2 separate regions of the Bombyx mori genome follow, and region 1 is linked to region 2. Evidence: chromatin contacts called from public Hi-C data. All regions are on one chromosome and are shown on one strand. Each heading gives the region's core, a stretch centred on a gene start, on an enhancer-like site or on the middle of the called end of the contact. The rest is flanking DNA. Distances are from core to core; before and after follow the strand shown. Region 1 holds the start of ae13 (alpha-esterase 13). Region 2 holds the start of LOC101738508 (splicing factor 3B subunit 3).

Region 1 (6,264 bases), core at 2,761-5,260, 220 kb after region 2:
TATGTTTGCCAGAGAAATGCGTACCCCATTCGACGCGCAGCGTGATTTAAGGGGCATACTAGATAAAGAGAATTTCCTTCCTCAAATTACTCCGTATCTCCGTAGATTTTTAGATAATTGGGATTCAATTAGAGATAGGGCTGAACATCATCAGGATGATAGGAAGTTGCAATCCGATAAAAGTCGATTATCTGGTCCCAGTTACCAAGTAGGTGATCTAGTCCTTCTCTGTACGCACTTGTTAAGTGATGCCGCCAAAGGTAGAACGAAGAAGTTCATGCCTAAGCGTGACGGACCCTACCAGATTAGTAATATCGTTAGTCCTACTACCTATGAGGTTACTGATTTGAATTCGCAGGTTTTAGGGGAATTTCATGCTTCTCATTTGAAGCCGTATCATAATCAAACCGGTCAGGTCTCAGCTCCAGTACAGCCTCGACGCCTGCGTGGACGGCCCCGCCTTGTTGTTTCTGCCGAGCCACCAACGAGGCGTTCTAGTGACTCGGAGGGGGAGGATATAACGGAACGTAATTTCCGAACGTGCGATACCGCCCCCGCCGCCGCCTTACCGCCCGCTGAAACAGAGCTCTCTGAGCGCGAAAACACACGCCCTCAGCGCGCGCGACGACGACCAGTAAAATATTGCGAGTCTTAGATTAATTGTACGATTCTCAACTCATTTTGTATTTGTGTTAGTCATTGTGTCGCTTTTTATATTAAAACCTCATACCAAATCAGTGTAAACATTATTTCTATATCATCTTCGCCAACAGCCCGGAACAACGAACTCACGAAAACTCACAAAAGCCCGCCAGTCGGACTTGTAGTGTTAAACAGTGCTTTTATGTGAAAAAGTAAAAAATGATCGCTTTTTCCTAAGTGCAGGCTTCCACGGAAAATTAAGAAATCATATTCGCCATATATTTGTAACATTGCCTAATTAACAACAATGGCTATGAAACTTCAATAACTTGAAGAATTCGCATGAAGAGGCACTTTCCATTTTGTTGTGTATTTATTGTTGTAATTTTGTATGTGATAAAAATTATGAATTAAAATATCTAACATTTCATTATGTTCTATATTTTATCGTTGTACTTGTCTGTGTGATTAAAATTTATGAATTACATATTGTGTCTAAAATTTCAGATATGGAATTTCGTCTCGCCTGTATGTATGCTTAGATGAGTTCTTTATTTTAGATGGGGCTATGGCTGTGAGTGTGTAGGTGGCACGGCGTGACTGTGTGGAATTGTTCGTCGCGCAGGTGTGTCCGAGACTGGCCGGCGCCGGCGCGCATTCCATAGACGGTCGCAGCGCCCACTCATTGCGCACTTGAGCAATTACACTTACGTATCCTTCTTACCTCTATATTTGTTGTTCACAATTGAGAAATTTGCTAGTAAAAGCACATTCGAAACGAAGCTTTTGTTGTTATGAAATTTCTACGCTACCAATCAATTGGTTTTTAAACAAATTTAATGTAAATCTAACAATATTTTCTTCTTTTATTCGCACAATCAATACGTACCTTTTCAGGATAATATAATAACCTAGTACATTTCTAGCCTCATAGCTTGCCAGTATACACCAGTGCAATCTTTCACTTTTTTCCTACCTATTCTAGTGACCTCAAGGGGTCATACTAGATTCACCAAGCGAAGTTTCACTTTTCTGTCAACGGTGCATTTTTAAACTATTTCGGACATTTTCATTTCAATACCAATTATAACGCACATCAAAGTTAATATTTTATTTTTCGCGATATTCCGTTATTTAAAAATATATACATATTTCAAAATATCAATATCTTCATATTATATTTCATAGCCCAGAAGTAAGTACGAATTTAATCTATACTAATATTATAAAGAGGAAAGATTTGTTTTTTTTGTTTGTATTGAATAGACTCCGAAACTACTGAACCGATTTGAAAAATTCTTTCGCTGTTTGGAAGCTACACTATTCCCGAGTGACATAGACTTTTTAAAAAAAAATTAGAGATCCTTACTAAAACTCCAATAATGTAACCTAAGGTGTAAAACAATTACCTAAAATATTCTTTACATCGCGTACCCTGCGAAAACTATTGATGATAGAATAAAATAATGTACTACGACTTTGTAGAACACATTATTATTTACAAAAAGTTTTAAGACAGCATATGTCTAACTATTATAGTTACGTCGCAATAAGTGTTCTTTTATTTAAAAAAATAAAACAACGTCAAATATCGTTGAAATTTTTGTTAAAGACCCGAGCGGAGACGGAGCGGGCCGCTAGTATAAAATAAAATTCCTGTTTTGATATTAATTTTGTTATTGGTTTGAATTGAAGAAGATATTGTTATGTTACGATTATATTTCTGTCGTACAAGAGTATTGCGTAATATTAAGAATAAATATTGTGAGCAGCGCCAAATTCTTGAAGACTGTATGTCAGAACAATGAATTTCAAATAAAGAAACACTTTCCACTCTAAGTTTGCCTGTAAGATATCGCTCAGCAATGAGATATTCCTCTTTATGAAATGAATCCACGGCTTTGTAGATTCCACCTCACTAAATTATTACAGTGATATAAATTCAACGGAGATAATGAGTTCCATCATTGAGTTCAATGAGTTAAGTGCAGTGAACCGAACTGCGTGTTGAGCACTCCGGATCCAAACCGAAAAAGCTACTAGTTAGACTAGCTAGATAGTGACCACAATTTATTTTTATTTTCATATGTCTGTGCTGATCAAATTGCTAGAACACATTTTCAACGCTTCATCTCGCAATCTAAAATAAAAAATAATGCCTACTTATTTATGTATATTTCTAGGTAGGGCGACTTGTGACCTCGCATATGTACGTACCACCGCCCTGCCTATTTCTATATTGGCAAGCAGTAATGCGTTGTTTGAAATATGTTACAGCCGTTACAATACAATTCAGATTTAAATCTCATGACTCAAGGTGACGGGCAGTATTCCCCTAATTATGTCTATGAGTTCGGGTGACAGCTCAACAGAAGTAGGCCATAAGCTAGTTCAAACAAATAAGCAATAAACAAAATAAAATCTTGCCTACATCATTCGTCACGAAGTGAGAAGTTTTGGCTCTGCCTTTTTAATTATTGCCGTCATTCAAAGGACAATAATCACGTTTCATAACACGTTACTATATAAAAAAAATGTGTGCGTGTACTAGTGTACACACGTAAGAAGTGAAACTTATTTATGGCCTTATTTTTCGAAAAATGATCTACATGCAACTTTCTAGAAATTGGTTAAATAAAGTTAAATTAGATAAAGTTTAAACAAAAGGATTTTATTATCATAGACATGAATACAAAAAAGTTAAATTAGATAAAGTTTAAACAAAAGGATTTTATTATCATAGACATGAATACAAAACAGATGGCGCGTAACGGAAAAATGTGACGCGTAACCGAAAAACGTGACGGTAAATTTTTTTCCAACGCCGATAAGGAAGTTTCACTTCAAAAAATGTGTGCGTGTACTAGTGTACACACGTAAGAAGTGAAACTTATTTATGGCCTTATTTTTCGAAAAATGATCTACATGCAACTTTCTAGAAATTGGTTAAATAAAGTTAAATTAGATAAAGTTTAAACAAAAGGATTTTATTATCATAGACATGAATACAAAAAAGTTAAATTAGATAAAGTTTAAACAAAAGGATTTTATTATCATAGACATGAATACAAAACAGATGGCGCGTAACGGAAAAATGTGACGCGTAACCGAAAAACGTGACGGTAAATTTTTTTCCAACGCCGATAAGGAAGTTTCACTTCAAAACTTGCATGCAATAGTTAACTCTTTCAATATTCAACATATTATTAACAAGGAATACTTATTCGCAAACAAAAAGGTAGTTCAGTAGCAGACAGTGACAGCGCGTAATTACCATATAGATACCATATAAATACAAGTACATATAAATGCTTTGTTGTGTGCAGCTGAATTAAGTTCACCGAATCAGTTGTGTTGCCGCCTTTATCGGACAAGGCAATGTTATTTGCGATTATTATATGTGTGCAAGTGCTCTCTGTTTTCGGAGAGTCACCCCGAGTGACTGTGAAACATGGCACTCTAGTCGGGAGTAAGACCAAAACTTATTCGGGCTATGAATACTATGAGTTCTTACAAATACCATATGCAAAAGCCCCCATTGGCGAATTTAGGTTCAAGGTGAGTCCCAAAAATTTTGTTTTCAATATATACAATTTTTCCAAAGGTCACAGATATGAAGCTTTTATCAATAGAAAGTACGCTGTTATCACAAACATTCTCACTCGTTCTCATCCACAGCGTTCTCAATTAATAATTAAAGATGAGCTCATAATATCATCATCTTCGTCTTTATCAAGAAATGTATTACATACATAATACTTAATAGATGATATTGCAACAATTTCCAAAAGCGAAGCATGCATTGGAAATTTCAGCTTGCTGTAACGATAAGTATTTGGACACTTGACGCTAAATATTGGCGTTCAGTAAAATCACCATCAAAATAACGAAAATTTTAAAACCGTAGTCTCATAGTAGAGATTACGAGTATAACAAACGTTAAACAAGTAGTTACTTTTATATCTTAAAATAAGCCAGCTTAGATTGAGATAGTGCGCATATTTTTGTATTATATAGATGAACTCACGGCCTATCAGGTATTAAGTGGTTACCTGAACCTATAGATAGAACAATGTTGCCGTTAGACAGAAATCTAAATCGCAATCATATAGGATAAAACCTGCTCCGACACTTCTAAATTTTATTCCTAACTAACTGCTGATAGCCCTTGTTAAAACCAGCCCTAGCAAGAGCAGTGTTTCGAAATCACGACCTACAGAAGATCCGGCGAGAAACTCAGCGCATTGTGTCTATACTATAAGTTGCATACGCAGTGGATGACTGCTTCGCGACAGAAATAGACAGAGTAGTGGCACCTACCCCTGCAAGCTTGAATTCGATCTTCCACCATATGTATATGATGAAAGTTGTTAGGTATACTAAGCGATCTGAGTCAGAATGGTATTCGAAGGCTCTCTTCTTCAACCCGTGTCCACCCAATGCTGAGTGTAGGTCTCTTCGAATGCACCCTATTCTCTTCGATCTCTTGCCTTTCTCATCCAGTCCCAACCACTTTGTCCAGGTCATCGGTATTCGAAGGCTAGTGACGTTTGAAGATGAGAGAGGCGGAGATATGGCAACATCCCTGTATAATTTTAGAATTAACTGACTCGGTGGTGCAGTAGTAAGCATCTCTGACTGTTGGCTAAGGGTTTTAGGTTTGATTCCCATATTGGGTAACCATTCGTGCGATGAATAAGCTTGTTTACTCTCTGTTTGACTGTTTAATGTATATATGTATATGTCTCTATTTAAAAGTATCTAGGTACGTATACAGAAACATAATAAATTCCCTTTCTCTTTTAAAATTTTAAGTACGAATGACATTGAGCGAACAAAATGCAAATGGTTTTTGAAACAGGTAAAGATTTGAAAAAAATCCCAACAGGTTTGGATTTCAAAAAAAGATATCAAATTAGCCATTCACATACTATGTAATTAGACAATTGCAGCATTGTAATAGAAGATTAATTTGACAGAATTTTGGCAACGTGAATAGTCCTTGCTCGTTATGACTGTTTTATTCATTTTCGTTTCGTTGCGTTTTTTAAAATTTTAAATTTATGCATTGTCCGGTTTCTTTTAATATATTTTGTTTCTTATTTAAAAGGTTCCATAAATAAATAAGACTTATTAGAATACAACAAAAAAGTTCGATGCCATCGCAACAATACATGCAACAAAAGCAAATGAGTGTAGCAATTGTAGATTGGTAGTACAGCTTCTCGTAAGTACGTAAATAGATACCACCATATTGCCCATGCTGCCACGACGCAGTCATGTTCTCCGGCTTGAAAGAGAGGATAGCTCACTAAAAGCACAATTGAAATTTCTAAATGATGTTTCAGGAATTCACATTGTTCAAATTGTCGATAAGGTGGCTTGGATAGAACAATATTTTCAACTAACGACATGATACATGGTATTTTATGATAAATATAATACTAAAACGGAATATATTGTAAAATATTACATACATCGAAATTAATTTTCGGTTATTACTCTGAATTCTTACGTTCCCAATTCTCGTATAATTAAATTCGTTGGGGTACCAAAACAAAAACCTTAAAACTAACTAACTAAATAAAACCCTACAATTTTTTTATTAAATTAAATTTAAGT
Region 2 (6,761 bases), core at 2,283-4,782:
CAAATATATTTACAAAAGTATACTCACTGGTTGCCAAATTCACAAGCCACAAACAAAAATCCAGTTTTAAGAACACACATTGATGTTGCCACTGGTACAGTGTCAAAGTATTTCAGCTTTATTTCAGTGACCATATCTTCATCAGTTTCTATAGTTATTTTGAAAATATCACCCTGTTCAGTTTGTGCCAAAAAGAAAAACATGGACTTAGTTTTATGCGTGGCAGAACAAACAAAGATCATTCCTCTTTCTGGATCATCTAAATCATTTCTTCTGCGAGGTATAGGACACCTAATATCATGTTGATCACCCAAATTTTTGTATGTGAGATAATTTTCAGAGCATATAAGGACACCAGAAGGACCATCATTTCCTCCAGGCACAGTTATGAGAAAGTTTGCATGCTCTTCTAAAGGTTCAGAGTACTTTCTAACAACATGATTCAAACCAAGATCTAATTCGTAAAATGTTAAAGTCTGTTGAGTTTTTTGTGCAGCTTCGCCTGTGGAAGATAGTCATGATTGATTTTCAAAAGTAAAGATAAGACTTATTTGTGTGTTAATTTAAAAATCATACAGAGAGGATTTGACGTCACTGTCAATCAGAAACACGGACCTCAGAATAATCATAGTATGTTTTGTAATTAGATAGTATGTTTAAATTATCACAAAAAGTATATGAAATTCTAAGCAAAACATGACAAGACATTCAATTAACAAATTACTACTAACCGGTAGGATCTGAATCAGCTTCTTCATAATCAATTTCCAAACATGCAAACATGGGATTTTCAAATCCAACATCAACACCAACCATGTGATAAACTAGTGTGTTTGACTTGTGAGCTTCAAGTGGTGAAGATATTGTTAGTCGAGCTTCTGCATCTCTATTCAAAATGTATACCAATTTCTGTTTTTCAATTGCACCTAAAATTTAAATAAACTTTGAGTACTGATTTTGTAAATTTCATTTGAGCAAATAAATTGGAATGTAATGAATTTAATATTGTACCATTCAAAGTACAAAAAGCAGTTTTATAAGATCAGACAGTGAAAATTGTTTTTTTTTTTTTATTGTATGGTATTGTAAATGACAGTATTTCAGAGATAACCAAAAGTTAGTGATTGACCAAGCATCATTGGAATTAAGATATTTATATCTTTTTACTGATGTTTTCAAAACAGTAAACCTGTTTTTCGATTTTAGAGTGAGATAATCACCTTAAAAAAAGACATGTGCGATTTTTGGTCTCAAATCAATGCATCACATGTGTGGCATAACTAGAGTCCCATTATTACTTATCTTAATAATTATATTTTCCAGTTTATTGGTTCACATCACCATAAATGCCAATAAAAATTTACAGTATACATTAAAAGGTACAAACAAATTAAATTACAAAAGGTCCAATTGAAATTGTATGCACAAACAGTGCTTAAGTAAACTTATACTAGTTTCCCTTCAATAAACCAAAATCAGAGAAAACAAATCTTACACCCGTATCTTTAGTCGTTTACACGAGCTTGACTCGACTCAACCTCCAACGCGCGTTTTGGTATGCTTAGTCGTAAAAATAAACTCCACTCAAACGTCCTTGGAAAATTTTCCTAATCGGAGTGAAGTAAGCGAACTGTCAAGTCAAGGTACGTCGCGACGTACCATGAACGTTCCTCAAGACTGGTTTTCTATCAATTTCCAAATAGTATGTGGACCGCAAATGGAAATATATGATATTGTTGTGCAATGGCCTGGATCTGTGCATGATTCGCACATATTTTGATAATTTTTATTAATAAAGTAAATAGTTCGAGGTTAGACTCTTGTTTAGACTAGTGGTTAGATATTTGAAACTCCTTATTTACCTACATAAGAGTCATATTTTGCTTACTACCTAATAAATAAAGTCAAGCTTGATCAAATTTTAATCATTATTACCTCACTCGAGGACAGTTGATGAATATTGTAATGGTCGACTAAAAATACCAAACTCGAGTAAGTTTGGGAGGAATGCTCGAGCATCATCGGATGAGTTAAGAGGACTATTTGACGAAACGTCTAAAGATACGGGCATTAGAATTTAATACTCCACGTTTTGTACCACTGAATATCAGCAACTCTGGCAGATTTTCGAGACGAGAAGAAAGTCTTATGGCTTTGTAGCAGTGCTAAAGGTTAATTGTAATTTTTAGTTGCAGCATTCCAAAACTACTCTTTTGGAACCCAAAACTAAAATTGATTCAAGAGGTAGGTATTATGAAAAAGTCCATACCAATCATAACAGCTCTTCCTTTAGGATCAATTGATAGATATTGACCAGGAACTATTCTCCTACAGCCAGATTTACCAAATGTTTCTTGATGGACTTTCTCCAAAATGTTCTTAGTTGGGATGTACTCCAAAATGATGATACGTCCAGAATCAGAACCAACCACAATGTAATCTGCAGAAAATTCTATATTTTAATGTTGTGTTCTATTGTTCGTAAGTTCAGGGTTAGGTATAACTTTGGAGATTTAGGTTATTTTTGCGTTTATAATGTGTGCAATAATCTATCATGTTAAGCATGCTACAAAGTCAAGAGTCATAAAAGTTCACATTATCTGTTAGGATTAGTTTGTTCCATTGCGGTACATCCCAACATTGAGAAAATGCAAGGAGCGACGCTTTGGCCATATTTTGTGCATCTAGTTATCCCATGTTCTTTGTGTTATAAAAAACATGGAGCAAGATGATGCAGTGTTATTTTCGATCTTATATAATGTAAAAATATTGGATTTGAGAGGAAATTCTGGGATTAAGATAATTTAAAAGAGATAAGCTACACAGTTCAATGGACCACATGGTCACATGGCCAAAGTTTACTTACCTTTTGTTCCTCCGGTTAGACGAAAAGCCATAATAGACCGAACTACACCAAATATTTCAATTTTCATTAATGTGTGGACCTTTCCCGTGTTCGGATCTGGCCGTAACAATTCAAGTGTTTTGCCACGTGATATAATAATCTCCTGTTGCTTAGTTCCAGAGAAATTTCCATGTACGGCATGTGTTATGGCAGATGAACCTTGCAGTGTTAAATTGTAGAGATACATCGTGATCTTATTTTAACCTATCCCTGAAAATAAATCGGGTTAGGTTAGTTAATTTATCTTTTCAAATAATTAAGCAACTGAAACAGAGGTGTGGAATTAAAATGTAGGGCTCGTAACTGACGAAAGCAGAAAGGATTTTGTGCTTTCGAATGGGTGAGCTTTCTGTTATAGCACCGAAAAAACGACCACGATTAATATATAATTTATCGTGGAGATACCTAGTGCAAATACAAATTGAAATGCATCATAGTCTAGCAAAACGAGAGAATTAAAAGATTACCTTTAAATATTAGCAATTGATGGCCGCAATGCGGCTCGATGCAGTATTTAATTTTCACGGGTGAACCGGCACAAGCAGTTGCCGGTAAAATGGCGGATTCAGAGCACGCCATTGAGCTTCGTTTTCACGGACCAATCAAATGAGAGGATTTTGCATCATGGCGTCGAGTTTTATAGAGGAATGTTGCCATATAAGAAATATTTTAGTAGCTGTTTTCTGCCATCTGTTGTTGGGTAGTGAAACTTGTAGCACAGGCTTTCAACGAATGAGCAACGGCTATTTTTTGTCAATAGATGTCCATTGCAGTCCACATAACATGCAATGAGATATTTAAATAGACAATAAAAATAACTTTAATTTACCTTAATAGATAATAAAGCTTCAATGTTAGTTCATTAATAACAAAAGTTTTATTAATAATAAAATCAAAATTAATTTAGTTAAAATACAGTTATATTAAATGTATTTACTTAAATTATTCGGAATTACACGTATTAAGACACATCTAATCTCACTAGAGATTTGATAAGGATCTCTCTCTCAAATTCTTCCTAGTTACAGACATCGAGCTCACCGCTCACTTTGTGTTAAATTGTTACGTGAAAAAAGGGCCAAATCATAAAGTGAATGCAATGCAACGTGCTTCCAACGTAATTATTTCCGACTGATTTTGAAAGGTCGTCGGAGATATACAATGTCCTGACTAAGGCCTCGGTTCAGTAATCTCGGTAGAGTTCCTCGGTAGGGCGGCAGTAGACAAATCTCCCTATCCGTTCTGCTTTTTGATAGCTGAGCGAATACGCAATTATTTTTTTCTGTCTGCCCAGTGAGCGCCTGTCAGTCCAAAGGTGAGGCACCCTGCTGTCTTCTTGAGAATTGGCGAATAGGCTGTACATCTTCTAGAGTCCTTAAGCCTAATGGAAAATTGTATTGTTTTTCTGTAACTGTAACTGTACCTTTTCTGTACCTTTGGTCATATAAATATATAATTATGTATTTATTTAGGTACCGCCAGAGCGTTTTCTGAACGGAATTAAGGATAGATTTTATTGTGATTTGTACATCATGTACGAAGGTGGGCGAGGGAATCGATTTATCTTAACACCAAGTGGTCCGTTACTCCGATGATCAATCTATTTTAAAAAAAAAAACAAGTAGAATCGCTGCGTGCATAATGGTTTGCAAGGCCATAATTGTGCTATGTGTTGTCCCTGCATTATGTTTTGTATCTTTTATTTTATTAATGCCGTTTGGCAGACGAGCTCAAAACTCTACCTGCTGTTGAGGAATTACCGAGCAGACATCTCAACCTAGATCCCGTCATCCACATGAACATTATAAGCTGATCACCCAATCGCATAATATCTGTCGCACACCCATGTACATGCGGTTGGTTTGTGATAATTTTTTTACAGTATGTAATAATATTGGTACAGCCTTTTAATATGTATCGTAATTATTACAAGTAACGTGAATTTATAATGTTGGCAGATATTAGTACTAAATATTGGGATCTTTCATCGTGGGATTGGTTCGGGTCGAAAAATTAGTACCTGCCTTTACGAAGCAGCGCTTACTCACCGTCACTGATAATGTTTGTACGACGTTTCATAAATAAATTTGTGTATTTTTATTTCTTTGCAAAACAATATGTCTTTGACTGCCCTTCAATTGAACTGTTATTTCGGTGATATCGATATTGCGATCGGTAAACGTAATCGACATTTTTGAACAGTTTTCTTAAGTATCGGTCACGAATCTTAGACTTGAACATTATTTTTAATATCTCAAGAAACAAAATAGCTTATCTTATACCTTTAATACCTTTTAACGAGCAATTCTTGTATATTAATATATACGTATATAATCTGAATCTCGGAAACGGCTCCAACGATTTTCATAAAATTTAGTATACAGGGGATTTCGGGGGCGATAAATCGATCTAGCTACGATTTATTTTCAGAAAATGTTGTTTTATTCGTGTTTTCAATAATCAACTCTTCCCGACATCTATTGGCGAATAATAATAATTTTTTTTAATTGAGGGCAACTGACCGCTTTAAAGACAACAAGATGGCGTTATCAAAAAAAAAAACAGTCATCGTCTGGTAAAATTGTTAAGCTTGGTATGCGTTAGGCGGATACGTAATTTATTTATTTTACATTACAGGTATAAGGCTCGCTTAGTTTCAGGTCACGATCTCAGCGGATGATGTGCACGTGTGCCGGTTCGATCGTTCGCAGGAAAGAAAAAAATACAAATAAAAAATATTTCGCTTTATACGAACGTCTTGCACGCAATTTTATCATGATGATAAAATACGTGTTAAAAGGTGTTCTTAAGATGAAATATTTTAGGTTTATACTCGTTATTTTGGAAATAGAATATATTATGAATTGGTTATGTGTATTCTGTATGAAATATTTTAAATTTATTGCTGTCAATGACAAAAGCGTACTGATTATATTTAAATAATTGTTTTGTGTTTATCGATTCATAAATACTAAATACTATCAATTTAGTTTTCGTTAATGAGAATCTATGTACATATAGCGTGTAATTTGTGGCGGGAAACCCAATGTTTTTTTTAAGTCACTTTTTTCTAGATCTTAGATATATTATTTTTCAGAGCTTATATAATAGTGTTGGATATTGGAATACTAACTACATATTTTCATTTTATTGTTCCACACTGTACGTAAATCTGTTAATTCAATAGAACAAGGACGCTGAACCAAATTTGCTTGCATTAAAAATGTAGGATTACATGTATGTAGGTATATCCAATTTTAAATGTGTATTTTAATCTGAAAAAGTTGCGTGTACATTAAATCTTATATCTCTGGTGATACATTTTGTCGTTTTAATTAAGTAGGTGTCAGAAAAAGAAAATAATTCAGAGTGTTTTTTTAATTGCTTGAGTAAGGAGTTTAAAACACGCAAACAAGACACGGTTTGCATGTTAATGTCGTTATTTTATTACGAAACTATAAATCAAAGGTTTGGCTTCACACCAAACGAAGCGTACTCCAATTAAAAGTTCTGTGGACTCTATAAACCTTTCCGATAAATTATTTATTGGGTTTCGTGTACATATCGGGCCTAGCAGCTCGTGGAAGTTAGGATGTACTATAATATAAAATGATTTTATTATTGATTTTAGATCGGGATGACATTATTTGTATGTATTATCAAAGATTAGTGAAGATCGGTCTCGTTAAGTTTTGATTAATAATTAATTGTATAAAAACATCACATTATTAAAATTCCTCGGGCGCCATCTTTTGTTTCTTGTTGTTGTCGTTCTTTTGTTCCATCTTTTTCCCCGAAATACCAATAACAACTATAAAATGACATACGTCATAATCGGCTTAAGAATGCACAGGCA

What was found. Hi-C and Micro-C count contacts between places; a contact is called where the count stands out from the background.
Region 1: a Hi-C map of posterior silk gland shows a contact between it and region 2, with 4 times the contacts expected there. The contact joins the promoter of ae13 here to the promoter of LOC101738508 in region 2. A contact is called at or near these places in 7 of 7 Hi-C or Micro-C datasets (middle silk gland, midgut, posterior silk gland and 2 more).

Annotation. Positions count from the first base shown.
Region 1 is chr11:15,031,660-15,037,923 of ASM3026992v2, forward strand. ae13 (alpha-esterase 13) reads left to right here and starts at 4,011. Exons shown (of 3, transcript NM_001046709.2): 1 at 4,011-4,200. The coding sequence starts at 4,021.
Region 2 is chr11:14,814,819-14,821,579 of ASM3026992v2, forward strand. LOC101738508 (splicing factor 3B subunit 3) reads right to left here and starts at 3,533. Exons shown (of 17, transcript XM_004933578.5): 1 at 3,373-3,533; 2 at 2,867-3,115; 3 at 2,270-2,440; 4 at 732-926; 5 at 28-502. The coding sequence starts at 3,092.